Linked DNA regions of Zea mays: region 2 is linked to region 1. A link is a contact called in public Hi-C data. All regions are on one chromosome and are shown on one strand. Each heading gives the region's core, a stretch centred on a gene start, on an enhancer-like site or on the middle of the called end of the contact. The rest is flanking DNA. Distances are from core to core; before and after follow the strand shown.

Region 1 (4,019 bases), core at 1,170-3,669:
CTCCACCGGCACAGATTGAAGGCCCTTCTCAGGATCACCTGCATACCAATGACACCGTGATACTACCAACAGCTGATAATGGGGTCTCTATGTCTACACCCAGTTCAGAGGTCCAGGATGAAGATAGTGACATCCAGGCTTTTCTAAAGGAGCACTTCGTCCCAAGATCGGCGCCATTACTTCTGATAAATAATGAGGACAGTATTTCGGCTCCTTCCCCTGGTCAGGGTGCAAGCCGTCGCAGGGCCAGCACAAGGCTTGCACTCAAACCGGCAGCCAAGCTGGGCTCCATTGCCCGTTGCCAGATGATTCTTATGAAAAAACTATGTGTTAGATCTGTTCGTGCTTCTTATATATTTTATTCTACGTGCATTGTGATTATTTACACATGTTCAGTTGTATTCTCAAAGGGAAACATTCAGGTTTCATAGTATGTCCTTTTGATATTGTTCAGAATTTGGAATATTTGTCTTACCTCTGTTTCCCACCTGATCAGTTCTGTGCCGCGATGTCGAGGAACGTGGTGGCCTCGTTGCTGATCGAGGAGCCGCCGCCGGCGAGGTCGGAGAGGGAGCGGATGGTGATGAAGGGGGCGTCGTGCTGGTGAGCGAAGAGGGCCACGACGTCGCTCTTCATCTCCACGAGGTGCCTTCAGGCTGCGTGTTGCAAGATATCCCCAATGGCTGCAAGGTACAACACAGCAATTACTCTATCTCTTGTTCTTGGAAGATTTCAAGTAGGTTTTATGTTTAGTTGTCTAGCAAATCCTTGCAGTGAATTTCCTATCGTGGCCCATGTATACCAGTATGCATGACTTTGGTACTTTTTCAGAAATGCCCATATATAGTGGGGTTGTATTGTTAGACAAAGCATAGCATTGGTGACAGCGCATCACATTTAGGATGTCTTTGTATACGTTCATGAAACTTCAAACCCAAAACTAATGTCTTCTATAGAACATTGAAGACAAGAGTTGTGTCCAGATTAATGTATGCTTTACTACCCATACCTTCCTAAGGTAATTGACTCTAATTTTTTGGAGATGGAGCTGAGAGATATACACAGCGACAGAAAAGATGGAGGAGCATGCCATGTTGTTGGGCACACTCATTTCTGTTGGGATTTTGTGGTTGATGAGATAAGTACCGATGTGTCCATTTCTAATATCAAGATGCATTATGATTATTCTAACCCTAACTATATAAAATTCATCTGATGCAGGTATTTGCAAGCTCGTTGGCGTACCCTTGAGAAAGAAAACATCGGATGAACGGCGAAGGCTGGCTGCCATTTTGTGTATATCGTGATGGTTTCAACCCTGAAATATATCTGTCATTGTGGTTAGACTACTACAAAAAGAATATAGATGCTTACTGAAACAATCATAATTCAACTAACAGTCACACATACATGCAGATAGAGTCAAACACACTCTGCCACTAACCAAAAAATAACAAGGCTACTCACTTTGCAAAAAAAGAGATAAAGAATAACAAGGCTACTCTACGAAGGACGTGTGAGTAATGAGTAAGGACAATGATGATAGTACTGCTTCCTTAGGATATAACTCATGCTCGCTCCTCATTATATCACTTTGCCAGTTTACTTTATTTTTTGGTGTATGCTTTTTTAGCATTAGACACGTAGTATGCTATGTTAGGCTTGTTTACTTTATTTTATTATTGCAGTTTGAGTACCTATGTCATGATTTTATTTGATGTTATGTTCTGGTAATTCATCTTCAGGGTTATGTTGTGTACCTTGTCCGTGTGAGACGTGGTGGTAGGAAGAGGCTTTTGCCCAAGTGTATTGTCTATGGCAAGCCAAAGCACCAGGGTATCACCCAACTCAAGTTGCAGAGGTACAAGAGGTATGTCGCTGAGGAGAGAGCTATACACAAGCTTGGTGGACTGAGGGTTCTTATGTCATGAAATAAAGTATGCCATGAACTTTTTGCAATTTGACTGTATTATCAGACAATGAATGGTTAGTGATAAAATGTTGCCTGCTGTTGTGGACTACATGATTGGTTAGTGATCAAAAAAGGGAGTTTGTATATCAATGTATTTTATCATATTAATCACTATTCATATAATGTTGTTCTTTGCCTCTCACATGCGTGGGTTGTTGGTTGACCCGCCTAACATCGTAGCTCACGTCCGTTGCCTCCCGACCCTTGCGCCGCACTCTCCCTTGCACGGCGCCGCCGCTATCGTCGTCCCCAGATTTGTGCTCTTCTTCCCTGTCCAGCCGATACACCCTCCCCTCTGCTCCCTTCCTTCAACAGTATTACATGTTCCCGTTGCAACGCACAGACACTCACCTAATAATTTTATAATTAATTTTTGCTAGCTAGCCGCGGAAGATGCTCTCGTTCTCCCAGATCTCGTTCCCCTCCCCCTTTCATTTCACCCGGGTCCAGACCGCACGACACACGCGAGGCGCGACGCCAGCACGAGCCACCCAAGTCAGAGACAGAAATCACCAAGTGTCTCTCTACTTCTCTACCTTGCCTAGCCAAAATCTACTGCCGACCACCACCGCGGCAGGCACACGGAGCACCCTCCACTCCACCGACCAATACCAGCGGCAGTAAATTCCGAGGCCGAGCAGCCGCTGCCGAGCCTCGAGGCTCCCTTCTCGCTTCCTTCACCCGCCTACTCCTCCTAGGGTTTCCTCCCGCCTCGCTGGCGTGCCGCCTCCCCTCGCCATTGCCGCGGGGCGTTCCGCCGCTCGTGGGACCCGCATCGAGACTCGAGAGCTGTTCGTGCTGATTCCCGCGGAGCCTTGTGGCTGCGACTCTGCGGCGTCGGGTGGAGAGGTTTTGACGCCCGTGGGGGTTTGGATCGAGGGCCCGGAGCTGTGTCTCCGCAATGCCGGGCTGGTCTGGCGGCGATTGCTAGGGTTTTCTGGTCGGATTTCGGTGGAAGAGCTGAGGTTTTGCTTCGAGTGCGGGAGCTGCCTGCAACCCCCCCCCCCCCCCCCCCCCCCCCCCCCCCCCCCCCCCCTGGCCCGAGCTCGGTGTTTCCGCAGCAATGCCTAGCCGATTTTAGCTCGCTCTGGGGTTCCGAAGGGCGAAGGGGCTGTCGGGCGGTTCGAGATTGCAAGGAGTCGGTGGCTCGGCCCAATGTCCGGGGCAAGCGCGAGGGGGCGGCTGTCGCCAGCGTCCGGCGGCGCCGGGGACTCCGAACCGCGGTCCGCGGGGGGCAGGACGCGCTCGGTGTCCGCTACCCGCGGCCGGAAGCCCTCGCCGAGGCCCGGGAGGGATGCCGCCGCGGCGGCAGGGGCGACAGAGGAGAGGAAACCCGCCGCCGTGCCCACATTGCTGCCCTCGCTCAGCGCGCCCGCGGGGATGCGTCGGCAGGAGCTGCTGCTGCGCTCGGGTCTGTCTCTCGACGCGTCCTGCTCCTCGGACGCGTCCACGGACTCGTTCTGCAGCCGAGCATCCACAGGCCGGATTGGGAGGCCGGCGTTTGGGGCTAGGAAGAAGAAGACCCTCTCTCAGACTGATTACAAGCCTGTTTCCATGCTGGAAAGGGAGGGTGGATTGGCTTATCAGACCGATGCTGCTGGTGTCAAGAGGAGGTGCGCATGGGTGACAGCAAATACTGGTGCGTGCTTCTGGTTTTGCTTGCATGTTTTAGCATTTGATGTAGGGGTAACCTGCAATTAGTCCAGCATAACACTTTGCACTGATTCAATAGTTATTCTGGTGTAAACAGAGAAGCTAAATTTTGGGTCTATAATGGCCAACTAAAGGTCTATCTCTCAGTAAGATAGAGTCCAGAATGCTAGTTGACTTAAGCTTGGGCTTTGCATAGTGGGAACTGGGAGCTATGTCAACTGTTTATGATTGGGAGCATTACAGTCTTCAGTTCTCCTATGAGTATTATTCTGAGATCATAAAATCGGTTTTAAGAATGCTGTTTCTGTATGTCTACATTGCAATCTCTATGTTGTTTTGCACTGAACCAGTTCATTTTGGAGCAGAGATTTGAACGACCTGGAGGTATAGAATT
Region 2 (4,466 bases), core at 1,881-4,380, 140 kb after region 1:
TGCTCCTCTCTGTTTTTTTTTCGCAATTACGACAGCCGGCAATCGCAATAGCTAGCATGGCAGCGACACACATCCATTTCGTGTGCGCTTTACGGCAGTGGTAGGATAAGCTTCGGTCATGAGTAGGTCGGCCAAATGCGCTCTGCCCTGTTGTGCCTCCCGTTCCAAGTGGAGTCGCCGCACGATGAGGAATTCTTCTGGCTACTACCAGATGGATATATGCAGACAAATACTGGCGCCACGCACTCGCTTCGTCTCCACTGGTTCCCAGGAGGTGTATCGAGAGAATGATTTTTTTTTTGTTACCTGAACTGAAGAAATCTGACATACATATACTGAAAAACAGATGGTTGGGTCTCTCTTTTTTCTGGCGGAAATAAATGAGTAGTAGATCGTAAAGGCAGATCAGGCAGGCTTGCAAGCGATCGTGAGCGGCTATTAAACAAGGCGTCCAAAACGTGCCGTTAGCACGTGTAGCTTGAAAACTCAGGGCTACCTGCAGACTAGCAGAGAGGGTCTCGCATCGTACACCGATCAGAACCCATTTGCCATGATTTCGACAGAACATCTCGCACTCGCTACCAAAAGCAATCAAGTTCAGTACAGTCACAGCAACACACGCTCTTTTTAGGTGCGTTGCCGACACAATTTCTCTAATCAAATGTTTCAGTGTATTCAGTCTGCAGAAATAATCCTGAATATTTCTTTCGGGTGTTTAAAAGTGTGCAGCAAATTTGCAATGCTCTAGTCCAGTGGAAGTTACAGAACGGGTGCGCAGAGGAACCAATAGGGCCGGAGTCCCCTGGCACGGTCAGATGATCGGGGGCGGCGGCGTCTCCCAGACGTCGAACACGTTCTCCTCGTTGTGCAGGGCGAAGAGCCGGTCGCCGCCGATGGAGAAGTCGCAGATGGCGCCGCCGTGGCTCCGGCGGAGCGTCGACGTCAGCACGTACTCGGGCCCGCTGAACACGGAGATGCTGTCGTTCATGGACGAGAAGAGCTGACCGCCGTGCGTGGCGAGCTTCGGGTAGCAGCTCTCCTCGCCGGGCACCTTCCGGTTCATCAGCTTGCTCCGGGAGCTCCACCGTACGCCGCCGGCGCCGCTCCGGAGGTCGAGGAAGCCGAGGTCGTCGTACTGGTTGATGACGCAGACGGAGCGCTCGTCCTCCATGGCGATGGCGTGGAGCACGCGCTTGTCGTCCAGCGACGCGGCCGCGCCGGCGTCGGACCAGGACCACACCACGTCCTTGGCCCGGAAGTCCAGCAGGCCGATGAAACAGTTGTCCGCCTTGGGGAACAGCGTGGCCACCATGAGCGCGCCGGCGGCGTCCAGCCACTGCAGCCTGTCGGCGTCGCCCAGGGCGCAGCCGGGGGGCTCGTAGAAGAAGTCGGCCTGCTCGCCGGTGGCGCGGTCCCAGACGCCGACGCCGTACTCGTTGAGCCGGCCCTTGCAGCTGGCGAACACGCTCGCGTCCTGGTCGAAGGCCAGCGCGCCGGCGGTGAAGGACTTGGCCTGCCGGTCGTGCGCGACGCGGAAGCGGTGGCGGAGCTCGCCGGAGGCCGCGGAGAAGGCGGCCATGCCGCCGTCGCGCTTGCCGAGCCGCTCCCGGGCCGCGACCAGCAGCGTGGCGGCGTCGAGGTATGCCGCGTCGTTGACCTGCGAGTGGTCGAGCGACACCGGCCGGCGCTCGTCGAGCATCCAGTTGTACACGCGCACGGCGCCGCCGTGCGCCACGCAGCACCCGCCGTCGGGGGCGGCGCGGATGGCCGTGCCGTCCCCGGGGGCGCGCCCCGGCACGGACGCGGCGAGGCGGAGGCGGTCGCCGTCGAACGCGCCCCACCGCGCGGCGCGCACGTGGTCGAGGAGGCCGTAGTAGAGCGCCTCCCGGTAGAGCAGCTTCTCCGGGAGGTGCGGGGGCACGTGGAGGCTGCCCGTGCGGAGCAGGTCCAGCAGCACCGCGAAGCAGGCCGGGTTGCGGTCGATGAAGTACTCGGCCACCCCGCCGCCGCCGCCGCCCGAGGAGGAGACGTTCCAGGACGAGTCGAGCAGCGCGCCGAGCATGGAGTCCCGACCGGCGTTGGCCAGCGTCGTGGTGGTCGTCTCGAACACCTGCCCGCCCACGTTGAACCGCACGCGGCCGCCGGCCGCCATCGTCGGCGCGCTCGCCAAGGAACCGATCTTTACAGCATCTCCGCTTTGAGCAGCATCCAGAGCCCAGTGTCGTGTAGATAGATCCGGGCGGCGATTGCCGGAGGGGGTCGAATTGTCGAGCTGCCTCCGCTGCGCTGTATCGGGCGGTTGGGGAGACGGTGGATTGCGCCAATTACTAGTGCACGCGTTTGTACGAGGTCGCGGCGTGTATACTACGATACGAGCGAGTATCAACAGGTTGGTTGGATTGGATGGCTGCCTCTGCTGGATTTATGGCGTAACGGCAGGGCGGAGGCGTAGACGAGGGAGAGGAGAGCTAGCGAGCGAGGCAGGTAGCAGGCGATGTGGCGGTGTCGCTTTGACGTGAAGACGGCGCTTGATTGGAAGGAGAAGGAGAAGGACAAGGCAAAAAAAAATCCCCAGTCGCCAGCGCAACGGCGGGGTCGGGTTTCTAGCAGTGTCGCCCGTCCCAACCCCCGTTTTGGGGGGACCGTGCTACGCTGCGTGCAGTCAACGATTCTGAACAAGGAAGGTGTGGAGGTCGTCATATGAGCCGCCCACTCATCTATCACACCGCCGGGCGCCGGCCTTTTAGTGTTAGCTGCAACCGTGCAACCGCCCGAACATGGCTACTGACTGGTAGGCGCGCAAACTCGCACACACAGGACAGGACTGACTTCACTTCACGTCGTCGTACACTCGCAGAGCATCGTGCGTGCCGCCGGGTGCCCGACCCCTTGCGCTCGCGGTCGGTCTCCGTGCTCCGATGTCCGGCTGCAAGTCAAGCCTGTCCTCTCCAATCATCGGCGCAGGCGCATCTTCAGGGTTCCTCAATCCTGCTCGTTCGCGGTCGCAGGCGGGGCACGGCAGTCCTTGTGCTTGTCGGTCGGGGACTCCAGGAAACGGCGCTGGCGGTCTGTTGTGGTTGTTGGGTTGGGGGCTCGCATCTCGGAGCTCAGCATTGTCAAGCGGACACGCACGTACATACTTCGATCCTTGCATGACAATGGGTTAAATATCGAGTTACTACTAGTTTAGTCCTAAATCACCGAAAGAGTCGAACTTTACAAAACTAACTAAATATATGTATAAATATGTATAATATAAAATAAATATCATTAAATCAATACCAAATATATTTTTTTGTAATAAACATGCTATGAGATATATCTTCATAACACTTTCTATAATAAATATAGACATACTTCAAAAGTGATATATTCATAACATTTTATAAACTTATTAAAAAATAACTTCTTAAAATGTGATACTAGGACGGAAGAATAAGATTCAGTAAAAACTGGAAGCCTTACTAAGTCCAGATAGTCAGAGTCCGAGAGCACCAGAATAAACGATAGATTAGGACCTCTTTGCCATGGCTTTTTGGTCAGATCCGCCTCTACCAAACAGTCACGAAAAAACGACTTTTCGTGGAGAGCCCACTAAAAGTTACGGACAATGAAATTATGTTAGATATTATTCCCTCCCTTCTAAATTATAAATTGTTCTATTTTTTAGAGAGTCAAACTATCTTATATATTAATTAAATTTATATAATAAAATAATAACATTTATGATACTCAATAAATACTATTAGATTTATTGTTAGCTATATTTTTACAGTTATATCTATTTGGTGCCATAAATCTTTATAATTCTCTTTATAATTTTGATCAACCTTAAGATGCATTAACTTCTTTACAAAAATAAATAACATATAATATAAAACAGAAGAAGTACAAAGAAACAGAGGAAGTACAAACTCAGACTACTTTTCTTCTGAAACATTCGCTTCATAACAGGAGCATACTTTTGTTTGCCAGAAGATAAGTCGAAATGCATTACGATTTGGCACAAAAGCTTTAAGCAGAGCAAAAGCATCAAATCCATTTTTGCCAGAGGCACAACCGTTGGCAACGAGATTCTAAAAAGAAAAGTAAGACCAAACATTATAGCTCCTATTGAGAGTTTAAAGGCCTGTTTGGACGCTGGCGTCTAGCGCCACACCCCGCCTAAGGTACGGCGGCTGATTCGGCCGCCATAACTGCGACGCGCGAAGTGTGGTGCGGCGTGGTGCCAGCGGCGGTGATCCAAACACGCCAAGACTGCTACAACTACGAGCCGACTCATGATGCCCAAATTGCCAAAGCGCTAAGCTGGTAAAACGGTCCAGGCAATATAAAGCATACATGGCATGTCCCATGCCAGCAACTTGAGACTTTAGACTGCAAGGGCGGAACGCCCCTAAGATGATGAGCTGCATAGCTTCTGAGCAACTAGTTGCGGCTCTTTCTTCTGCGCTTCTTTCTGGTAG

The links. A called contact is a pair of places that touch in the nucleus more often than the background predicts.
Region 2: a contact with region 1 is called in a Hi-C map of leaf, with 5 times the contacts expected there. The contact joins the promoter of LOC103641816 here to the promoter of LOC103641812 in region 1. A contact is called at or near these places in 4 of 25 Hi-C or Micro-C datasets (bundle sheath, ear, leaf and 1 more).

What each region holds. Positions count from the first base shown.
Region 1 is chr10:130,920,813-130,924,831 of Zm-B73-REFERENCE-NAM-5.0, forward strand. It overlaps LOC103641812 (DNA glycosylase superfamily protein), which reads left to right and starts at 2,420. Exons shown (of 5, transcript XM_008665141.4): 1 at 2,420-3,611. The coding sequence starts at 3,128.
Region 2 is chr10:131,063,309-131,067,774 of Zm-B73-REFERENCE-NAM-5.0, forward strand. It overlaps LOC103641816 (BTB/POZ domain-containing protein At2g24240), which reads right to left and starts at 3,131. Exons shown (of 1, transcript XM_008665143.4): 1 at 451-3,131. The coding sequence starts at 2,152. The coding sequence ends at 812. It overlaps LOC103641817 (enolase-phosphatase E1), which reads right to left. Exons shown (of 16, transcript XM_035963502.1): 16 at 3,850-4,466. The coding sequence ends at 4,429.